Regions from separate parts of the Triticum aestivum genome. Here region 2 is linked to region 1. Evidence: chromatin contacts called from public Hi-C data. All regions are on one chromosome and are shown on one strand. Each heading gives the region's core, a stretch centred on a gene start, on an enhancer-like site or on the middle of the called end of the contact. The rest is flanking DNA. Distances are from core to core; before and after follow the strand shown.

Region 1 (6,113 bases), core at 931-3,430:
TAAAATTTCCATGGCAATAAAAATGAAGATTTTGCCACGGCGGTGTAGTTACATTTTCCGTGTTAACAGAGGTAAAATTGCCATTACAGAAAAGAAAAAAAGAAAATTTGTCGTGGCAAAAATTACATGAAGAACTGCCACCAATCACACACAAAAAACAGAAATTTTGCCATCTAGTGTGATTTTTTGCCATGTGGACATTACCAAACAAATGTAAAAAAGACCATGTCGACATGATTTTCCTTGAATTATAAGCTTGGCATGGTACAAAAATTAAGTTTGCGATCGTACTTGACCTAACCTTGCCATAATACATAAATTAAGTTTCTCATGATCTAATTAAAGATATTCACATGGTCTAAATTAGTTAAAAAATGCCATGCTATATTCAAAATCCAAATTTTGCCAAATCCTATATACCTAAGAGATTCTCCCCATTATCTTATTTATCTTGACATACAAACTATCCACATCATCAAATAGGTCCATCATTTTTTTTAAACATGGCAAATATAAGCTTCTAGTCGCCATGACATATTTGTATTAAAATTTGACATGGTATTCCAATTAAAGTTTCCATGTTTTTGAATGAGAAAATTGCCGAGTATGTAAATTAACACAACAAATGTGAATCAAAAATGCCATGACAAATGGGTATTTAAATTTTGCCACGGTGTTTAATTAAAAATGCCATCCTTCGTATGATGCCACGGTCTCTGGAAATTCGTATCAAAATCATTCCAAAAATTGCCATGGCAACTATTTAGAAAAACAAAGATGGTAGGTATTCAATGTTTGTAAAATTGCCATGTCAAATTGATATAATAATTTTCCAGGGCAAATGATGTTGCCCTGGTTAGTTGAGAAAAAATCAGTTACTTGCCATGTAAGCAATTAGAAAAGCATGCTACCCATCGTTAGGATCTAAAAAATTGCTGTGATGGTAAAATCAATATACGTTTGTTGCCATGCTGCTATGATTAAAACCTGAAAAACATGCTCACAGGGGTTGTGGGGGTCAACATCGGGTCAATGGCGTGGCCGTGGCCCCGTGTTCGCCGCCCACGTGAGAAGATGGCCGCCAGTAACCATCGGAGGCCAGCGGGCCTGGGATCCGGTGGCATGAAGAAGAAGAGCCATGGCCGCCGCCTGCCCCTCTGCCGACGACACAGCTAGCCCGGCTCAAGCCTGTGCCGGTCGCCGCCCTCCGCGGAGGCCGCACCCTGCTGCCCGCATGGCCGCAGCCGTCCCGCAAGGCCGCAGGCCTCCTCTAAATCCGGTGACGCGCAGGGCCGCAGCCCGCCGCTCCGACTGACGAAAGCCTTCGCCGATGTCCCCGCGTGCCCGACATCGGTCGTCCCCTCCTTCAAATCCGGTGACATGCAAGGCCGCGGCCTGGTGCCCAGCCAACGCCGAAGCCTCCTGCATCTATCGCCGCCGGACTCGCACGCCACCATCCGCCGCTCCGACCGCCGGACGCCTTCGCCGTTGTCCCGACCTGCCCAACGCCGTTGTCATAGTATGAGTAACTTAGCTAGTAATATAACACACTTCAAGAAATTTTTACTTATGTGACAAGTAGTTAATGAGAAATAGTAACATAATATGTTACTGTAACATAGCGTTTCCTAATACAAAATAAGTCTACAAGTTAATAAATAAAACCGTCTATAACACTACTATTATGTTACTTTACACTATAAAAATAGTAACTTAGACTAGTGTCATATGCATGACACTAGTGTAAGTTACTCACTACTATGACCAGCCTAAGAGAGTGGGTGGGGGGTCGAATGGAGAGATGTGGTGATAACTGAGGGAGCTGACGCCTGCGAGTGAAAATGTTCGTTCGATTTTGGCTTCGTCCCGAACGACTCCTGGTGATGACGTGGCAAGGGCTATCGTCAAGATGCGTGCGACGGCTACGAGTGCGTTCGGGACGAGGTGTAAAAACGTCGAACGTTCGGGACTTATCAGTTCCGTTCGTTAATGCATGAACGGCCAAGATAATCGGCCTTCACAGCTTCACCTCACGAGGAGTGACAGCTGAATACACGATTCCGCAGGCACCTCTCTACAATTGATTCCACCTTCGGCTGACGGCCCGGCCCCACCTGTCAGTAGCCCTTTTGCCCGCCGAGCCGCTTAACCCAAAAGCTTCGACCCGGCGGCTCCCTCCCCTCCCCTCCCCACCTCCGATCTCTCTGCAATTCAAACCCCACTCCTCCTCCCTCCACGCGCGCCGGCGACGAACACCCGCCGCCGGCTAGGGTTCCGCGCCCCGCGATGGAGGCATCCGGCTTCGGCCGCGACGCGGGGCCCCTCAACCGCGGCCCGGGCTCCGCGCCCCTCGCCTTCGGCGCCGGCGCGGCCACCGCCCCTTCTCCCGCGGCGCAGCCCGCCCCCGTGCAGTTCCCCTCGGCTCGCCCGGCCGCCCCCTTCGTGCCCCCCTCCTCGCGCTTCCCGAGCGCTCGCCCCCAGCTCTCCGCAGCGGCTCCCATCTCTCACCCTACTTCTCCCATCCCCATACCGGCACCCTCCGCGCGCCCGGCCGCAGCTGCTCCCGGCGCCTCCGGTCCCGTGAGGTTTCCGAGCCCTCTTCGTGCCGTCGACCCAGGCGCGGCCGCTGCTACCGCTCGCCACGCCGCGCGCCATCTTCAGTCTCAGCCGAGGTGAGTGCTCCCCACCCCCCACACCCTCAAGTGGCATCTGTGTTGTTTGAGCTTTGCTGTCGAGCTGGCTGGCTAGTGTCGGCTAGGTTTCTGTTCTGTACTTGCTTTGCTGTTGCATCCAAGTAGCTGTAACTGTAAGAACAGGCGTGTAGTAGCTTCAGAATCTGACGCATAGTGTAGTTGGCGTTGTGCAGATATATTCCACTCGCAGTAGTTTCACATATTCAGTGATTGCATAGAGTATGATTTCCGTTTCCCCATTGGAGATGGCTAAATGCGCATATGAGTTTGTATTTGGTCGTATGCCTGCGACATTTGACTATTAGCGCGTCATAGCAACTCTAGTGATCTAGTTTCTACAATACGGATTGTCCTAAGTTGATCGTTAGAGATCGTGGCATGGCACGAGGCAACCATGTAGCCAATTCGCAAGACTTGGCATGGCACGAAGCAACCATGTACTACCTGTATCAAAATATAAGACGTTTTTTGGTTTTGCATAGGGCATAAAAAACATCTTTTATTTTGTTACGGAGGGACTTGCCAATTCACAAGACTTAGCCACACTGGTGACTGTGTACCAAGTGAATGATATTGAGCAGGGTATGGCACATAAAAAGGAACATCTAAAATTGCATGTTGTTCAAGCCAACTCAAAATATCTGATAAGGTGCCTTGCTGCTGGAATGGTAGACTAAGATCTAACTTTTTTGGTGGTTAATCACCTAATCCTAGCCCATCTGGTTGCAGTTCCAAACCTGCGATACCCATGGTACATTATTGATGGATTGTTTTTGTGTTCGCATTCAGAGTAGCTGCACCATCCATAGGCAGGCCCATGCATCCTGGTATTTCCTCAAGGAGCAGGTCCCCGCCGAATCTATCAAATCAGCATGTGAATGTTCCTTCAGAAAATGATAATGGTATGGGGCAAAGAAGGTAAAACTACTTCATGTTGTATCTCTCGTCAAGCTATCTGAATTCATAATGGACATCCAATATATTCCAGTCAATATCTTTAAAACATTTGTATACATGGCGTGCAGAAAATTTGTACATAAGGGCTTGATACGTAGATATAGGTCACCCAGCGACTGTTCTCCTTTAAGTCGTCCAAATGTTGTAGGTGGGACAATCCTTGTCAGTACAATGCAATCTTCTTCTGAAAGTTGCGCAATGAGCCACTGAGCCAAATATTCATCACTCTCTGCTGAACTCTAGGGTATGTTTGGATGGTGGACAAAGCTCACCCTGCCAATTTTCAGCTCATGACCAAAATTTTGGTCTTTGCTTGGATAGTTGCCAGTACTTTTGAAATGCCAACTTCTCTTTTGCCCACTCTAGTTCATTTCTTGCCAATGTTAGCAAACTCATGGGTAAGCAAAAGCTTGACCAAACTTTGGCTAGCCAAATACTCCCTCCGTTCCCTAATATAAGACCTTTTAGCTATTTCAAAATATTGATACATACATACTAAAATGAGTGTACATACATACTAAAATGTGTCTAGATACATACGACTCAAGAAAAAGCTAAAAGGTCTTATATTAGGGAACGGAGGTAGTATTTGGTAGGGCAGCCTTGGGCTAAAACCAAAGGTACCAATGCTGTTGTTTATACTCCCTCCATTCCCTTATACAAGGCGACTATCAAAAATACATTTTGCATCAATACAAGGCCACCAACAGTAATCGAGGCAAAAATTAATGATGTTTCCTTGTACTAGCAACTTTTTAATACTTACATGCATGTAGTCATAATGACACTCAGTCACTTCCTTCTCATTCATTGGTTGCATACTTGTGATGTATTAATGATCCTGGTTAACTAAAAGAAAAGTTGACTTGCAAAGGAGTCATTAAATTTTATCTTGGTACCTGTAATATGAGTTTGTGGCCTTGTATAAGGGAATGGAGGGAGTACGTTATTTTGCCAGAAGGCCATGGTCAGAGAACAATACATCAATCACCGTCAGTTCTTAAATGAAAAATGGTGCATATCATTATACTAGGATACGCTACATGTTGTGTAGTTGATCTTAGCTGGCATGCTTGACATGTCTTTGTATGGACCACCCTACATGGATTATGGTTGTGTAGGTCTGGAGAGGATTTTTCTGTTGGATGTGAGTTCAGTTGGGTTTCCCTGGAGCTTGCAACTATAACCTTGTGGGTACAGCTATCAGTGTTTTTAAATCTAATGTCTCTTCCATCGATAGGTTGGTAAACTATGCAGACCCGTTGTTTGAAAATGAAAGTGCGCAATCTTCAGTGCAAATGAGAATGCAACCTCCAGAGACTGGAAAGACAGCAAGATCACCACCATTAGACATGAGCAGACAGTTTAGACCATCATCAAGCCTTCCAAAATTAACTCCTACACAGCGTGCTGAGCCTCATGATCATGTGCAAATGTGAGTTCTTCGATAGAAATTGTCAACTAGTAATTGTTTACTCTAATTGTATTTTAAGTTTTATTAGTGTCTCACTGCAAATTATCTCATAAAAGAGTGTAGTACCGGTTACTTAGCTAATAATTAGTATTTCAGTACTAAATGTCACTGGTCGTGCTGTGCTGCTTATCTCCCTGTTTTTACTGATATTTCAGGCCTAATCTATCACCTTCCAAGTTTGGAATCCAGAACCAGTCTCCTTTTCATGATGCATGTGCTACATTCTCTCCTCTTCTGAATAGCAATTTAGTTCCTGGTATTGGGAGGCCCCGTCCTGCCTCAGGGACTAGTACATCTTCTTCATCAGTGCTTGGTGGTGCGGCTCAACAAGAGATGAACGATCATATGAGAGAACAAAGGTGCTGTCGGCTAGACTGTCGTAAACTGCCACATAGTTGATCTGAGCACCATTATATTTTTGATTTTTTTGTGTTCATCAGTAGTATGCAGCCTGTATAGTCTTTATTTAAATAGTCTTTGGTGATACTAATTTGAGTCGAGAAAAGGAAAAAACTTTTAGATAAAATATTTATTGTGATTGTCTTGCGAGCTGTTCAAGTTTTTTTACTAGAAATATGCTCAACATTGTGATGCTGGTAGGTTTGCATGGAGTAACCCCTCTCCCCCTGCTGGGACATTCTTCCTATTCAAAAGAACTTTAGCAATGGATATAACGAACTTCCGCGCTGTAACGCAATACTGCAAATTGAACGTAAATTTGCTTCTGTGATCACATTTATTACCTGGATCACTGTAAAATCATTGGTTAATGCCATCTCTTGTGCTTGTGCTCCTGTTGGTACATATGCGTTTATGGCTCTGTAATATTTTCTTCCTTTTATCCTTCTTTAGATTCTCAGCTCCACTTCAAAGTCGAACAATGGATCATAGCATTTCAAAAAGGTCTAGGTCACCTACTTTATCCTATCAGGATGTTGATGGTGCTGAAGCTCGTCATGGCACTGGTGCAAATGCTAGAAGGTACTACC
Region 2 (5,949 bases), core at 1,048-3,547, 540 kb before region 1:
CACTTCTCCTTCCCGACAACCATTCAGCATTAAAAAACGGTGACAGGGGCTCCATCAAGCTCGGACAGCAACAGAGGCCGGGGAATTATGCACGTTCGGCTCTCGATCCATTATTATTATATAATTAGAGATTTCGTGATCGCGATATCACACGGACACAAAAACAAAAACAAAAACAAAAACGCAGTGCAATAACTTGTCGTGGCCTCCTTGCATGGCCGTGGGTGGCTGTCCGTCCGTGGATCCGAATTGAAGCCGCCGTCGCCCGGAAAGGGCCTGCCCAGCTACTCCGGACTGTTCGCCGACGGCGACGCCGCGGCACCCTAACCGTCGTTCTAACCATGGACTCCGGTTGATCAGTCACGGGGAAAGCTACCAAAGAGAAGAGAGAAAAGCATGGACCCTCGGGAGCCGGCCGTTTGCCCTTGGATTGTGGACGCTGAATGCAGAGAGAGAGAAAGAGTGTGTGTGCGTGTGTGGTGCCAGGCGCCAAGGGAGCTGTTTCACCTAATCCATGGCTTGGTACTAAACTAATAACCCTAAACAAAGAGGCAGTTTAGCTAAGTTGTGGATCAAGATGTGTCATACTTACTCCCTAAGCATCTAGCTGCCTGTCGGGCGTGGGTTTCGGGTTGACAAGCGCTAGTGGCAGGTGAAGCCCGGTGCCTACTACGTACCGCTTTTGGCTCGGAACACGGGTCAGCCGGGACACTGCCTGGCTAAGCAACAAGAAGCTTCCACGAGAGAAATAACAATACTAAAATGAGCAGAAAAAAGAGAAGAAGCTTTAAGGTTATGTCTGAAACTCAGGAATTTCCATGGAGATTGTTTAGGCTTCTTTCGACCGGCAATAATGCACGGCGGACCGGGCGGGGTCCGGCCGGGGACGCAACGCATGCAATGCACAACTACCATACGTTCATGCGAAAACGAGCAGCTAGCTAGTGGTAGTAGTAGATGCTGCTGCTTGGGTCGAAAAGGACACGGGCTAGGCTAGCACGCCGGTGGCGCCGACGAGCGGGCGCCGCTGTCCGGCAACAGTCGCCGGCCTGGCATGGCCAGCGGCACACGAGCCCTGGTCGGGCGCAAGGACGGGGCACTAATGCGGCGCACTGGCGACGTTTGACTGCGGGCCGGCTGTGGGTTCGTTCGTTCGTTTACAGTGGAAGAGGATGGAACATTCGTTCGGACCACGACGTGACCCGCAGCCCCGAATCCGATGCAGGAACAGAAATGAGCGACGCCGTAGGAGGGCGACTGACGGACTGACTGACCTGAAGTCGGACTGGTCGGCGACGCGGAGCGCCTTCCAGCGCTTGATGGGCCAGCGGGAGAGCACGGCGTTGCCGTACTCGGGCGCCCAGCTCTCGGCGAACACGTACCGCATGCCCAGCGCGCCCGCCAGCTCCGACAGCGGCCGCATCCCGCGCTCCTCCTCGGCGCGCACGTTCTGCAGCCCGATGATGTCGGCGCCCGTCTCCCGCAGCACCTCCTCCACGCTCCGCCGCCGGCTCGCGTCCAGCCCGCCCGCGATCACCTGATGCGGCTTCCGGGCCCTCGGGCTGCCGACCAGCCGCCCGCTCCGGTCCAGGGAGATCTCGTTGTCCTGCAGGTTGATGGACACGCGCGCCTTGCTCGGCGCCCGCGACAGCAGGCTCGCCTGCGCCTTCAGGATCCCCTTGGGCCGCGGCCGCGCCCCCGTGCCCGTGCCGGCGCCGCTCCGGCGCGCGGCCTCGCGCTCCGCTCCCGCTTCAGGGACTGCGGCCACCGCGGGCGCCATGGAGAACAGCGCCGCGTTGAACGTCGCCACGCGGATGGTCACCGGCTGCCGTCCCTCCCCCGGCGCCGACCCATCAGCACCGCCGCGCGGGGTGCCGGCCTTCCTGCTCCCGCCGTTGCTGCCCAGCCGGCGCACGGTCACGCGCGCCTTGGGCACCGTCGCCGCTCCGGCACCGGCAGCAGCGCCAGCGCCACCACCAGCACCGCCCTGCCGGCGTCTGCGCGGGCGCGGGTGCAGCGCGCGGAGGCCGGCGAGGACGCGGCGCAGCATGTGCCTCAGCGCGGCCACGAGCATCCGACGCCGCAAGTCGGTGCAAGAAAAGCGCGCGCTCCCGCCCACCCGCCGCCTTGGCTTGCGTTGGCGTGCGCGGCCGGTGTCGTGCTGGTGAGCGCGGCCGGGGAGGCAGGCAAGCTTTGGCTTGGCGTAATATACTACTCCCTGCTCTGCTTACTTACTTACTCCATGGCCGGCTAGCGACACGGGGAGGCGACGGCGACGGCGACGGCTCCGCGTGCCTCTGCTGTGGAGGCTCGCTTCGCTGCCGTCACCGGGGGGGATTTTGTACTGCTGGTTAGCTCGACGCACGTCAGATGACTGTGGTCGCGGATTATTCGCGCGTACTAGTGCGTACGTGGACGTGGTCACAAGCGAGATCCGCTGGTCGCTGCAGCGTCGTCGTTTTTCTGTGCCATCTTCTCCAGGGTATCTTCTTCCTCTGCCAAACCGGAGTGAGGCCAACTCCACCGCGCGACCCCATTTTATCCGGATGCGTCCGTTCAAGATAAAACGGACATACCAGACGACCTAACGGCAGACCCGCTTAGCTAGCCAGCCGCCGTCGCTGCTGCATGTGCCGCAACTTCGCGCGTGGGCGAGCGCCCCGGCAAGGCTCGGAGCGCGTGGGCTGCGGGCGGGCGCGGTTGCTGCTGCAGCCTCCGCGCTGGCGAGCAGGCGAAGCACGGGGCGAGCAGCTGCGACATCTGTGTGGCGAGCGTGGCGTGACCGGGCAGTCGGGTGGGCAGGTACGGGCGCACGGGCGAGCTCGGGTGTTGCTGCTACACCCCGGCGAGCACTGATGCGGCGCAGCGAGAGCGAGAGCGCGAGCTTGTGGGCGGATGAGGCGCAGACGTGGGCCAAAATGCAGGCAGATATTTTGGGGTAGTCAGCTGCACTGGGTGCCTCCAACATGAGCCGGACACGCATGTCCGTTTTGCTACCCATTGCTACCTCAAACGGATGAAATCCGGACAAAGGGGACGTCCGTTTGAGGTCATACGGTGGAGTTGGCCTGAAGTGGAGGAGCACACAATCCCGTAGCAGAGTACTAGTACCAATTACACAACCACAAAATATATACAGAAAAGGATTTTTGATCGGCTAAGATGACCAGCTGAAATAGTATAGGAGCATCTACAACCCGGCACCCCAAACCTCTCTCATACAGCCGGGCGGACGACCCAGTTAATGACCGGTCAAAAAACCCGACCCCAGCCATCTTAAATAAGCCTCAAACGTCCGGACTGACGGTCAAGTTCCACACGAAACACTCCGAAACCCGGCAATCTGATGCTGGTCTCCTTTGTCAACGCGTGATGCCACTCCAGTGGGCCGCATAGTGCCCTGGGACGGCTATTTAAGCCGGCCACCGGCACCGAAACCCTACCCATTCACATTTTCCCATGTTGTCCGTCGCCGCCACCGCCACTTCCCACTCGCGCATTCGTCACTAGTAGTAGTCATGCCCCCACGCCTTCGGGTAAGGAGCTACTCGTATCTAATGCCGGAGTGCTGACTGTAGCTGTTTGAGCAGATCTGGGCAAGGCGCGAAACCCATATCACCGCTGGGCTACCTCCGGACGAGGTGGATCCGGAGAAGGAGGAGGGGGAGGAGGAGGAGGAGTAGGAGGAGGAGGAGGAGGTGGGGAAGACGAATGGGAAGGACGCGGGGCAGGAGGAGGACGTGGGTGCAGTGAAGATGCGGATCTGCAGGCGATCCTCGATTCCCTCCCGTCGAAATAGGCGACGAAGGCCAAGTGTCGTCTTCCGCAAAAAGCGATGGCGGAGCATGCGGTAGAGTCGACGAGATGCTCGCGTTTATGGATGAGGAAAAAGAGGAGCCGAAGCCCTCCTACACACCCATCTACTCGACGCCCGGCACGGATGTCGTGGACATCTTCGGTGACAAAAGCTTAGTTCAGGCTAGTATTGTGTATGTACTATGTAGAAAATCCTTTGCACGGTTTGTATGGATCTAGGGGATGAAATATCGGATGCATAGCATTAAATATGAGACGGACGTGCTCGGTGGCGTTCATGGAAGTTTGAGGTGCCGAATTTGCCATATCGGGTTATAGATGCTCTGATGCACCGCCCGTATGGAACAAATACGTTTGCTATAAAAAGAAGAAGAAGAAGAAGAAGAAGCAGCAGCAGCAGCAAGGGAAAAAAGAATGGAAACACGGTGCTGGCATTACAGGGCTGGCGCTACAGTTTGAGCATGTATTGGGCGATGGACGGACAGCGCTGGCGGGGCGGCCCCCGGGCGTGTCGGGTCTTTTCGGCGGCTCCAACCACTTCCACGAGCCGCGAAATGAATGCCGACTCGACCGAGCCCGATCCGCTCCCCTGCTCGGGCATAGTGTCAGGTGCGGCGATCGCCTCGCCTTTTGCTGGTCACGGGCGATAGAGCCGCCCCGTTGCGTCATACGCGCGCGATACGGATCGAGAACCGTACGCTGCTGTACGTACAGTACATGCCGAGACACCTGTCGTACGTCGAGTGGCCGGCTGTGCTCGTATTAATCCGTACCAACTTTTCGTAATATTTGCGTGGAGATCGAGTGGTTTGTGATACGACGTTGACACCGTCACGGTAGAGCGTGGAGTAGTGGTTCGTGTGGGGGTTAGATGGCTGGTTATACGTATATTTTGTGGATGGTGACGATCTCACTGCGTATTTTGTAGGAGTACTCCGTAAGTGTGGTCGTTGACTGATCAACTGACCGGAAAGGACCGCGTGACCACTGAACAGAGGCGGCCGGCCTCTTTGTTTACTCGCCATGCCCGTACCGAACAAACGACTCTGTATTTCTGGCTGAGGGCACGTAGTACAACGTAAGGTGAGCCATGTTTTCTGAGCAGGTGGTAGGGGCTATGCTTATTGGTTTTCCTCCATTGTTTTACTCAACCAGTAGTGATTTCCTTCTTTGGGGCCGGGTCCGTACGTTGACCTCACGCACCTGCCTCGGGTTTCTTCTGGAAGCGAGCGGCCACGGCGGACGGACGCATGCTTCTTGTCTGCGCCACTGCAACTTTTGCATGGCCGGCGCCCGGCGGTAGGTGTAACCGCGTCGTATCGTATCGTACTATATTCGTATGCATCCCCGATCGATTGATCTTTCCCGGAGCAAAAGCATCCCGAGCTCTTCCAGACTAGTTTAGTTTTGCCGCTCCAAATGCGGGCGGCGTCGGTGTCACGCACTCCTGAATCCCTGCACTGTCAAGTCATATACCCCCTCCGTCTAAAAAAACTTGTCCCAATCTCATTTCTCAAATGGATGCAGATACATTCATTTGAGGGACAAATTTTTTCGAACGGATGGAGTACTACCACAAAACCCTCTACCTTGCTTGAGCAAAAATCCTCCGATTCCGAAGCTTCCCAGAAAAGTTCAAGTCATACAAAACTCAGCGGTGGATTAACTAACCTCTCGCAAAAAAGACGACGAAAATACTGTAGCTCGACCGCTTTCCGGCTTTCGGGAGAAAAGCGTGTACGTACGTAGACGACGACGCTGTCCCCTTCCCCGGCGCATTAGGAATCAGAGGATCAATCAGTGCCAATCATGGTGCCATGAGCGGACGGACGAGCTGGTCTGCTCTCACCGCAGCTTCCACGCCACCGCAAAAGCCACTCCACATCTAGCTGCTGCCCGTAGCAGGTAGGTCTGGAAGGGCCGGACCCGGACGCGTGATGCCGATCGGCCGGGAAAGCTCACGGGCTCTGGGCGCAAAAGCGAGACGGACAACGAGAGGACCGATGGATCCATGGATCGATCGTCATGGCGACATGATGCGTGCACGCGCGGACAGGGGGAAGAGGACACGGGCCGCGGCGGGGATAGGGATCCATGAGACGAGCCAGCACGTGAAGCGCGACCTGAAAGTCG

What was found. A called contact is a pair of places that touch in the nucleus more often than the background predicts.
Region 2: a Hi-C map of leaf shows a contact between it and region 1, with 5 times the contacts expected there. The contact joins the promoter of LOC123187739 here to the promoter of LOC123187736 in region 1. A contact is called at or near these places in 2 of 5 Hi-C or Micro-C datasets (both in leaf).

The regions. Positions count from the first base shown.
Region 1 is chr2A:91,168,195-91,174,307 of IWGSC CS RefSeq v2.1, reverse strand. LOC123187736 (SAC3 family protein B) reads left to right here and starts at 2,180. Exons shown (of 17, transcript XM_044599661.1): 1 at 2,180-2,672; 2 at 3,483-3,611; 3 at 4,891-5,085; 4 at 5,280-5,483; 5 at 5,977-6,105. The coding sequence starts at 2,287.
Region 2 is chr2A:91,703,691-91,709,639 of IWGSC CS RefSeq v2.1, reverse strand. It overlaps LOC123187739, which reads right to left and starts at 2,297. Exons shown (of 4, transcript XM_044599663.1): 1 at 1,275-2,297. The coding sequence starts at 2,074.